2 separate regions of the Mus musculus genome follow, and region 2 is linked to region 1. The links are chromatin contacts, called in public promoter capture Hi-C maps. All regions are on one chromosome and are shown on one strand. Each heading gives the region's core, a stretch centred on a gene start, on an enhancer-like site or on the middle of the called end of the contact. The rest is flanking DNA. Distances are from core to core; before and after follow the strand shown. Region 1 overlaps Nova2 (NOVA alternative splicing regulator 2). Region 2 holds the start of Dmpk (dystrophia myotonica-protein kinase).

Evidence for each region. Promoter capture Hi-C pulls out the DNA fragments that hold promoters and counts their contacts.
Region 2: a promoter capture Hi-C map of the HPC-7 cell line shows a contact between it and region 1. The contact joins the promoter of Dmpk here to the enhancer-like site in region 1. A contact is called at or near these places in 4 of 39 promoter capture datasets (the HPC-7 cell line, embryonic stem cells and liver), 1 of 484 Hi-C or Micro-C datasets (the G1E-ER4 cell line), 4 of 115 datasets of contacts at active chromatin or transcription factors (embryonic stem cells, large pre-B cells and pancreatic cancer cells) and 3 of 9 other capture datasets (adipose tissue, liver and pancreatic islet).

The regions. Positions count from the first base shown.
Region 1 is chr7:18,963,756-18,969,184 of GRCm38.p6, reverse strand. It overlaps Nova2 (NOVA alternative splicing regulator 2), which reads right to left. Exons shown (of 4, transcript NM_001029877.3): 4 at 3,866-5,429. Among named protein-coding and RNA genes, the nearest start is that of Gm38952, 8.9 kb to the right of the region's middle. Within about 2 kb of position 1,609, at least 5 of the 459 cell types and tissues checked have an H3K27ac peak or open chromatin away from gene starts, as enhancers often do. A contact at or near this core is called in the HPC-7 cell line, where this site is marked.
Region 2 is chr7:19,080,146-19,085,254 of GRCm38.p6, reverse strand. It overlaps Dmpk (dystrophia myotonica-protein kinase), which reads right to left and starts at 1,397. Exons shown (of 15, transcript NM_001379257.1): 1 at 1,101-1,397. The coding sequence starts at 1,260. It overlaps Dmwd (dystrophia myotonica-containing WD repeat motif), which reads right to left. Exons shown (of 5, transcript NM_010058.2): 3 at 3,954-5,109; 4 at 3,262-3,336; 5 at 2,480-2,979. The coding sequence ends at 2,932.

The DNA.
Region 1 (5,429 bases), core at 360-2,859:
GGCCATCCTCCTGCCTCAGCCTTCTAAGTGTTAGAATTACAGGTGTGAGGTACTACATCCTGCTACTCTGTTGCTCCTCTTCCCTAGCTCCCCACCTCCATCTTTGCTGCACACTGACTATCTACAACAGGACCAGTCTCCAGTAGGTGCTTACTGAATATTTAATATTTAAGTTTAATTGAGTGAAGGGCATAGGATGGAGGTGGTCATAGGCTTCATAAGGTGGGCTTAGTGTTCACGTATACTTGGCTGACTAAGGGTCTGGCTCTGACCCAAAGCTCTTCACTCCATTAGCCACTCTAGTTCAGGCTAGGAGCTCACTGGACTCTGCTTCTCCTTCTGGGACCGAGTCTTGAGCATCCCCCATGTAGAGGGAGTTCAGCTGGGAAACCCAGCCCAGAGCACCCCTTATCAATCCTCTCCCTCCTCTGGCCCTGGCCCTTATCTTCTTCTGAGAGCTCTGAGATTGGGGTTCACCTAAAAATGGGATGAAGATGAAGAGGGAGACTCACTCAGTAATGGAGCTGGAGTCAGGGCCTGGTGCAGCAGCTGATGTCTGTTATCTGGAGGCAGAGGCTGGAAGATCCCTGCAACTTCCAGACCAGCCTGATCTACAGAGAGAGCTAGCTCTAGGCCAGCCAGGGATTCAGAAGAGAACTGAGGCCCTGTTTCAAAAAGGAGGTGGTGGCACTGAAGGGATGGCTCGGCAGTTAGGAGAACTTCCTATTCTTCACCGGGCACCTCCACTCACATGCACACGCCCACCCACAGACACCTAAAAGACACCTAATTAAAAACAATGAAAAATAATTTTTAAAAAAAGTCTTTAAATCTGTAAATAATAGAAACAAACAAAAACAGCTCAGAGAAGAGGCCCAAGCCTATAATTCTAACCTTGAAGAGGCTGAGACAAAAGGGTGGCTTGAGGCTAACCTAGGCTACAGAGTGAGACCACATCTCAAAAAACCCCAAAACCAAAAGGAGAGGGCATGGAGGAGAGAGGGATCCTGTTGAGGGGCGTTGTGGGAGAAGAGGGAGAGGTATGATTAAGATACATTGTATACAAGTATGGAATTGCCAAAGAATAAAGTATGTCCTGAAAGAAAAGAGAAAGAGAGAGAGAGAGAGAGAGAGAGAGAGAAACCAACCTAAAACCAGAGAGAGATTCACAGAAAGACTGAAAGTGAGAGACAGGTGTAAATGGAAACCGAGACAAGTTCACTGATTGGGAAAGTGCGTGCAGAAATGTGGCGAAACTGGAGCTCTTTTCGAAGGGCTAGTACACTGGCAGGGGCTGCTGAGGCAGAAGGCTAAAACTACATTTCCCAGGAAGCTGTGTGGTCGGAGTTTGGCCCCATCAATCAGACGCCTTAGCGGGAAGCTTGACTAGAGGGAAAGGCAGCTTGGCAGTTCGTTGCTACAGTCAGTGTAGTGTGGGCCCTTGTGTAGTGTGGGCCCAGTGTAGTGTGGGCAGCCAGCACTTCCTGTCACCTAAGGCAAGTAGAAGCTCACCTTTTTCTTTTCTTGTCACCTGTCATCCCCACCTCCCTCTCCAGGGTCTTACAGTGTTGCTGGGGTTGTACCCAGTGTACTGCCCAGGATGGCCTGATACTATCAATCCTGGGTCTCAGCTGGGATCCCTCATATCCTTCCTCTCTGAATGACTTGACTCCAGAGTGTGACATGCAGTGACCTGTGCCCTTTACACACTCACCTGGACAACCTCTTTCCCTCCTGCTGCCATCCCTGCACTCTTTCTTTTGCTCCAGGCAACTTTTCTGCAATTTTCCTCCATCTCACTTCAGGAATATCACCTGCCTCCACTGTTCTACGCCCATCAACTAACAACTCACATTGGTCCTGACCTCCTCTTTCCATCTCCAAGGCCAGAGAGGTCAGCAGAGCTGCCCATAGTGCCCCACCCACTTCTAGGTGGAAAATCGTTCTTTCTAAAGTGGCCCTGCCTCCAAATAACTTCTCGATAGTGTCAGGTCAGGACCATAGGAACCTGTGATTCATGGTTTGAGAACCTACTGTGTGCTGGGAGTTGAGCAGATATGGATTGCTGTATGTACATACAGTTCTGATGGTTATGTGTTTAGTGCATCGACCCCTGCAAAGTCTTTTGTAGACTAGGTTTTGAACTTGCTGAGGCTGCCCTTGAACTGAAAATCCTCTTTGTTTTACCTGGAAAATGCTGAGATTACAGGTGTTTACCACCCACACATCCTGTTTATACTCCCCCCCCCTTTCCCCCTTATGCTGTGCAGCTGTGTCTGGTCTAGAACTCTCTAATTAGACTATGCTGGCCTCAAATTCAGAGATCTGCTTGTGTGTACCATTGAGCACAGCCTCCAAGCCTGGCTTCTCAAAGCTGCACTAAGGATTAAACCTGGGAACTGAAGTTTGATAGTTGCGGCCACTACCACTGAGCCACACCCCCAGCCCCTCACTGGGGGATTCTAGGCAGGGGCTCTACCACTGAGCCACACCCCCAGCCCCTCACTGGGGGATTTTAGGCAGGGGCTCTACCACTAAGTTATATACCAGCCAAATTTGTATTTATAATTTTGAAATAGGCTCTCACTGAATTTTTTCAAGCCATTCTTTTTTTTTTTTTCCAAGATAGGGTTTCTCTGTAGCCCTGGCTGTCCTGGAACTCACTCTGTAGACCAGGCTGGCCTCGAACTCAGAAATCCACCTGCTTCTGCCTCCCAAGTGCTGGGATTAAAGGTGTGCGCCACTACTGCCCAGCATTCAAGCCATTCTTAAACTTGCTCTATAGCCCAGACAAGCCTTGAGCTTTCTTCCAAACCTTTTCTTGCAGCCTCCCAAGTAGCTGAGATTATAAATCTGTACCATTACACTCTGGTTACAAACATTTGTGGGATGAATGGATAAACACATGCATGAATGAAACCTCCTTAAGCAGTTGATACTCATTTTCAGGTCCGCACTTCTCTTCAGCCCCATCGGGATCTCTTACTTTGTCGGGGTCTCCAGCCTCTCTCCTCCCACCCTCTCCTCTCTTGGTTTTTGCTTTTTATAGCTGGGGAGCTTCCAGGTAACCACCGCCTGTTAAGCAGTGTTGTTAGACGCTGATGAAGTGATCGACACATCCTTATACGATATTCCAGAAGGTAAGCACACCTATGAAGGGCGCTTTCTATTTGTGGAGACTCAGACCCAGAGAGGATAGGAGGTGTTCTGGGCCGTATCCCCCTTCTTCACTCCCTGTAGAACACGCAGCCTACACACTTCCAACAATCTGTCTCCATGTCAGGTTTCCAGCATCATGGTTAACTTCTAAAATGCAGGTCATTTTTGTTAAGCATTTTCTCAGGGGCTGCATCCTTCAACCCATCCAGGGGGAGAGGCAGTTAACACAAAGGAGCAGTGCATGTTGGGAATTGGCTGTGGCTACCCCATGCCCATGGAGGCTTGCTTGCGATAGCAACCAGACCCTATCTTGGGTTTATTTTCTTCTTTCTCTTTAGCTTTTTTGAGACAGGGTCTTGCTATGTAACTCAGCCTGGCTGGGAACTCATTAGCTACGGCTCAGGTTGGCCACCAGCCCTCAGGAATCCCCAAGCTGACTTCCAGCTCTTGCTAATCAATCCACTTCCCTTTCTCTTCCTGTGATGTGATGACAAACCTGCGCCGCCACGCCTGGTGCCATCTTGGATTTTCTCAAGCCAGAGTTTCCCACGCAAATGCTGTTCAGGGGTTGGGAACTGGTTCTGTGTTTGCCAGACTTACCCCTCTGGCTGATGGCCTGAAGCCCCCAGATGTGTTCTGTGTGTGTGTGTGTATTGTGTGCCAGGCTTTAGGTTAAGAAAGAATTTGGATTCCAGTAGAACACACATTCCCTGAAGGCAGACATGTTTGGGTCTGTTTAGTTCATTTTCTAACTTTGGCACTTAGAACAGTGCCTTACACATAGGTGCTTAATAAACCCTTTAAAAAGTGAATGATGTATTAAATTCAAGCATAAACAATTGATGTAGAAATAACATTTAAAAAAAAAACCTTTTCATTCTACAGTTGGCAAGGTTGGTGGCTCAGATGGGCAAAATCTCAGGGGTCTGAGGTGGGGTCTTGCATCGCTCCAAGCACCTGGCCCCGGGCTATTCTGGTGCTACTGGAGTCGAGGAGCTGCTCCCAGTGGACACGGGTGTCCAGGAGCTGTCTGTGGGTTCTGTGTATGTGTGGCTGCTGGTGACCATGGTTCCCAGGACTGGATATTGGATGGACAAGTTCAGCCTTGAAACACTTACTTTCTTTGGCCATGCTTACTCTCATTTGTTCACCCAAATCAGAGAACACACCCCTCCCTCCTCTGAGACCATCCTTAAAGGTCCCCCCTCCCTTAAATGCCCAGAGCCCTGGGTGGGGGATGGGGGACAAAGGGGAAAAGAGTTGAGGATGAGGGTGGAGGTGTCAGGGAGGAGGGAGAGGGAAGGGGATGGGTTAAGAAGGCGTGTGTGATGCCAAGCAAAAAAGACAACATTAGACACAGATGCTGAGATGACGTTTATCGCGGCAAAAAAAGGTGAAGTCGCCGAGGGAGAAGGGGTGGGGGAGGGGTGTGGTGGGAGCGGGGAGTGGGTAGGTGGGGGGGGGGGTCCATGGAAGCTAATACATGGTGCACTAGGTCACACAACGGACACTGGGGGGTGGGTGAGTGGGTGGGAGATGTGGGCATGGCCCAGGCATGGCGATGGGGGGATAGGGAAGAGAGTGCGGTGACCCCAGCCAAGAGCTTCTGGAGGTGGCAGAGAGGAAGTGGGCGGCGGCGCTGGTCAAAGAGGATGGAAGGAAATCAGTTAAGAGGGGTTTGAATGGAGAAACTGGAGGCATGGCCACTTCACTGCCCGTCCCACCCGCAAACTATAATGCGGCAGAGTGGCAGCAGGCAGGGCCAGCCGCGGGGCTTGGACCTTTCCTCTAACGGTTGGAGAGGGATGTTCATCTGACTACCTCTTTGCAAGAAAACAAGCCTACCAGAGGTTAGCTTCAGGTCCCAGGAAGAATTCAGCAGTCAATTCTCCAAAGACTGCCCCATCCCAAAGCCATTCTTTTTGAGCCAGCCTCCAACAGAGGAAGCAGAGGAGAGATTCAATTCTCAGCTCCACCAAGGTTCTTCAGAAAGCTCGGAGAACGAACCCATTTCACAGGATCTCAAGAACAAAGGCTTTCTCTCCCTCCTCCCGGTCGGAGGACCTGTGCACCCCAGCCAGCTGTCCGAGTTAATACTGTTCTCTCGAGATCCTTAACATTTTGGCGGGGCACACCTTGGGTTTCTCCCAAATCGAACCGGGATGTGGACCATGCCTCCAGGAGTTGAGATGCCAACACAAATAAGAGAGAGAGAGAGAGAGAGAGAGAGAGAGAGAGAGAGAGAGAGAGAGAGAAAGAGAGAGACACTC
Region 2 (5,109 bases), core at 148-2,647, 120 kb before region 1:
CCCCCGCCCAGGCCTGGCAGGGGAGGGGCCCACAGGATGCTGCTCAGGCCACAAAAGGACTGCTCCTTCCCAGAGGGTCAGACCCCCTGCCCCCACCCCAGTTCTCAGTTTACCCTGCCAGCCCAAACCCCATCCTTCAAAAGAAAGGTTGAGGGAGACACTAAAGACTGGAGAGGAGAAAAAGTCTTTCACAGGCTTAGCAGTCTAACCGATGGCCTCAACCTTTCCATCTGTGAAACGGGGGAGGAGGGGAGAATGCACTAGGGTCACACACATGGGCAGACAGCCAAGAATCAAGACCTGGACCCTTAATAATAGGCACAGAGCAACAAAACAGGTCGTTACTTGTAAGGAAGCTGGGGTAAGCTGGAGCTTTGGCTCAATGTTGGGCAGGAGCAGATAAGGCTCCAAGCTTGTCCACTAGGCCTGAGAAGACCTCTGGGGAAGGGCATTTAAGTCAGCAGAGGAATTAGAGGTCTTGAGCTAGAACCACAAAAGCAGATGAGAAGCCAGGAGGGATGACCAATCTGGCCCACAAAGGCTGGGCGGGATCAGAGTGCTAGGGATGGGCACACTCAGAAGCTGAAGTTGTTCCTTCCTCTTAATTTGGGGAACAGAAAGGGTGCTCGGTGGCGCCTGTCTGCCGGGCTGGTTCTCCCCCAGGGCCTCTGTGAGTCACAGTGCCCTCATAGCTCCTGGACACCTGTCAGGGCAGCTGGGGAGGCAGACGCCAAACACCTGCCTATGGGCCACACCCTGGCAGCTGCCCCACGCTGTCCCTCCCCACACTCTGGGAAACTGGGGAGGGCTATGAAGCCAGTTTGAGGAGCCAAGGGTCCTAAAAGAGAAAGCTGCCAGGTCCTAGTGTGGGTGCTGAGATAGCAGGAGGCTATGCCCACCCCAGCCTGCACTGGCTGAGTCATAGGTGGCCTCACTGACCCTGGTGCCTCACCAGGGGAGCTTGGGGTCAGGTCATGAGCTCTGCTTGGCTCCCTTACAAAAAGCCCTTTCCAGGCCCTCCTGCCCCTCCATAGCCCATTCTTGCCCTGTAGACCCACCTCTGCCTTGCACCCAACCCCAGGCTTCCTATCCATACTCACCCCACTGCAAGAAGTCGGCCACATACTTGTCCTGGGCTAGGTGAGAGGCACCCAGCTCCTGGTGGACGCCCAGGAGAAGGTCGAGCAGGGGCTCCAGTCCCAGGAAGCCTGGGTCCAGCACCAGCTGCTGGAGCTGCCTCAGCCGCACTTCGGCTGACATGTTGGGCAGGCAACACCATGGCCCCTCCCCGGGCCGGAGCTCGGGGTCTTCCCGTCACAGGGCCTGGCTGCCCCTGTCCAGGCCCCAGAACCCTAGCTGCATGTCTGCCCGTCCCTGACTATCCCTTGGGTCTCTCTGGCCAGTTCTATGCTTAAGGCCTCCTCCTCTTTTCTCCACCCCTTGGCCCAGCCCCCCTCCCGCCTCCCAGTTTTTAACCCCTCCTGAGCCAACACCCCAACTCCCTTCTTCCAGGGCCCCTCAAAACTCTTCAGAGCCCAATGTCAGGGGACAGAGTAATACTCCAGGGTTGCCCCCCCCCATTGACTCTACCCACCCATAAAGAGAGCACAGGGAGTTACAGGTGGGAGGTGTCAGTGCCCAGGAGAGCCAGTCTATAGACTCAGAGCTGGGAGGGGTTGGGGGAAAGGGCTGATGCCTGGGCAACAGGGGGTGAGGGGGTAGTGGGGGGGGCAAAGGCCAGGGGCAGCTTCTTCGTGACTCAGCAATGGATTCCGACTTTGGGACAGTTAAATTTAGCCCCTGTGCCTGCTGTATTACCCGCCCCCCCATTTTTTGGCAGGAGGTAGAAGGAAGATCAGGAGAGAGTTTGCTCAGCCGCCAGGGCCAGGGGTGACCTGCTGGCCCCAGCCTGGGGGAGGCAAGTGGTGGATCCAGGCCCTCCTTAAGCAAAAGAGAACCCCAAAATAGCTCCTTGGCCACAGGCCGGGGCAGCCACATTCCTGCCTGGGCTAGGATTAGAGACAGAAACATTTTAGGGGTTGAGGGCGGAGCTGCCTGGACAGCAAGCCAGGCGACAAGTTAGCTTCTTTCTAGGGTGGCCAGTTCTCTGGGGAGGAAATCATGACCTCCAGCTGGCACTAGATGGCCAGTCATAAATGGGCCAGGGGCAGCAGACTGCAAAGGCATGTTCAGAGGAGGCAGGGAGTGCAGTCAATTCCAGCATCCTCCTCTCCCCAAGGAGAGCATGCTTGGATAGTCCTGGTGTTTAAAACAAGTTTCAAACATCTCCAAGGACCTAGTAGGAAGGCCATCTCAGCCTCTTGACTTTGGGGGTCGAGACTCATCTTTCAGAGGGCTCTCTGCTCGGGGCTAGGGATGGGGAAACAGCTAAGATTGGGCTTCCTTTGGTCAGAGCACAGCTTGGAGGCCAAGTACTGCAACCCCCACCCTACCCTGCCCCAGGGAACAGAAACACTGTGCAAACAAGGACTTTAGTATAAATAAGAGGTCCAGGGGAACAAGGAGGGCCCTCAGGGCTTCCATAATTTAACACTTTCAAAATCACAGACCATAGCAAGGGGTGGAGTTTGGGCAGGAGTGGGGATGGCCCCTGCCCTGCCCTCTCACCCAGGGGTACTGTGGGCTAAGTCTCTCCCAGGAGTGAACAGTCACATGCTGGGACAGGGATATGGTTAACACTGATGTTTCAGAGAACAGGTCATTGTACTTGGCAGTGGGTGGAGGACAGGGCCAAGGCCACACAGGACACTACATCCCCATGGCTGGGCCAACCTAGGGGACCCCCAGTATGTGTGCAGCGTGGGGCTTGGAGCAGTCCTTCCATCATGATTAGTCTTGTTAATACAGTGATTCTTGAGGTCAGCGGGGAGGGTTATGGCTAGGAGGCCGGGAACATGGGACATCCACATTTCACACCACAGTGCCACTGGGGGAGCTGCCTGGTTGGGAGGAGATGCCCTGGGGAGAACAAGAGGAGAAAGGTGGATTAGACAGCACCTGGGCTTCTGCCAGAACCCGGAGAAGGAGCCACCCAAAGGCCTTGGAGCTGCTGCCCCAGCTGGGATCTGCCCCCCAGGCCTAAAGCTGCTGTCCTAGCTAGGAACAAACAGCTCGGCCGTCTCCACTGACCCAGAGTAGCACTTCCACAGTAATGTGGCCCCAGGTGTCCTGGGCATACAGGGGACGACAGTGGAGAGAAAAGAAACTGGGGTCCACTTGCAGCTTCAGGGGTTGTCCTACCTCTACAACTGACTTGCTGGGTGACCTGGGCCAACTTGCTTGCCCTGCCTGGGCCTCGGTCTCCTCGTCTGTGAACTAGGGAGACAGAGGGGTGTCTGTGAGAACTCAGTCAACTCCCGCAGCCCTACTAGCCTGGCAGTGGCTCTGCAACTGCCTGACGTTCTAAGGCTTCTGGACTCTAGCCTTCCAAAGCAAGGGACTGAAGGACTGAGGGCAGAGTAGGGTCCTAGACACTGAGACCACATGCTCAAGCCTGACCAGGTGACAGGCCTGCACCTCACCAACTAAGAGCACAGCCACTGCACAGCCCATCTGTGAGACCCAATGACCAGGACCACACAGCAGCAAGAGGAAGTGCAGGCCTGGACCCTGGCTAATTCCCATCCAGGCCTTCAGCAGCTGGCTCAGAAACAGTGTCTAAGAGGCAGGCCAGAAGTGGGCCCCCAGCTCAATCACATCCCTAGACCTGAATAAAGTTTCACCATCTACACTTCAGATTTCCTATAAACACAGGTTCTGCCTTGAGTGTGAAGTACTAAGGATGAGCCATATGGGCCAGCAGAGGCTCTAAAGACGTTAGCTGTGGTTCCCCCCATTCTGTCTCCTATACCTGACCTTTCTGCTGACGGATAACTGGCATCCGGTAGGGACAGAACTGGTGCCCCTCAGCGCTTGGGCAGGTGCGGACTCACCGCCTTGCCTGGCCGGGCCCAGGTGCAGATGAGGCCCTCTTGGCAGGCAGTGATGATACAATCCTCCAGGAACAGTAGCACGGTCAGGCGTTCCTGAGCAATCTTCTTGCACACGAGAGGCTCCAGCAGTGGCACCTCATGGATCCGAGGGCACAGTGCCGTGCCCAGCACCTTAGCTGGGTCCAATCGGCTTCGGGGGGCAGGACCACTGAGCTTGTCATTGCTGCTATTGCCCCCACTGCCACCGCGGCTGATGTTTCCCAGGCTATGGTAGCGTTTGTGTTCCTTCTCAGCTCCCCGGTCCCGCCGCTCCTGCAGGGTCAGTGTGGCAAAGCGGCCAATGCTGAATGGTATGCCAGGCTCCATCGATGCACTAGGCCCACCAGCCTTGCCACCACCAGCTGGGTGTGGGAGACTGTTGGAACGAGACAGGGAGCGGGGCAGGGGGCCTGCACCTGTCTCTCCGGCCCGAGAACTACCAGAAGCTGGTGGGGTGGCACCAGGTGTGCCCGGAAGGGTGCGGGTACGGGCCAGAGACGGATGAGGGGAGAGCACATCTTCTGTGAGGTCCCACAGGCAGAACTGTGTGTCCTGGCCAGCTGAGCCAAAGCGGTACGTGATGGAGCCAGCCTTGGGCAGTGGGGACACTGGGGCTCCTGTGTCTGAGCTGGTGACTTCAGGCTCCTCCTCTTCACCACTGGGATCTCCATCAGCACTGGCTGACGCCGCCTCCTCTGCGCGAGTGGTGTAGGGATCAAAGGCTACAGCGTTGACCCAGGACTTGTGGCCATGGCCTCGAGCCACCACACGACCCTCCGTGAAGGACCACACAGTGACTAAGTCATCTTCCCCTCCTGTCACCACGTAGCGGCCATCAGGGCTCCAGCACACACACAGCAGACCCCCAAAGTAGCTCTTCATGAGCCCACGCAGAAGCATGCTGTCAAAGTGGAAGACACGCAGGCAGCCATCCTGGCTGACACAGGCTAAGTGTCGGCCATCAGGTGAGAATGCAAACTCATTGAGGGGCCCCTCACCCACTGCCCACTTGGCTAGTGGATTGCGGGGTGCCTTGCTTTTGGCTGCATAGACAGCAAAGCCCTCACCCTGTTTCAGCAGACTATACTGGGGTGGGGTGGAGGTGCAGGGGTGACTG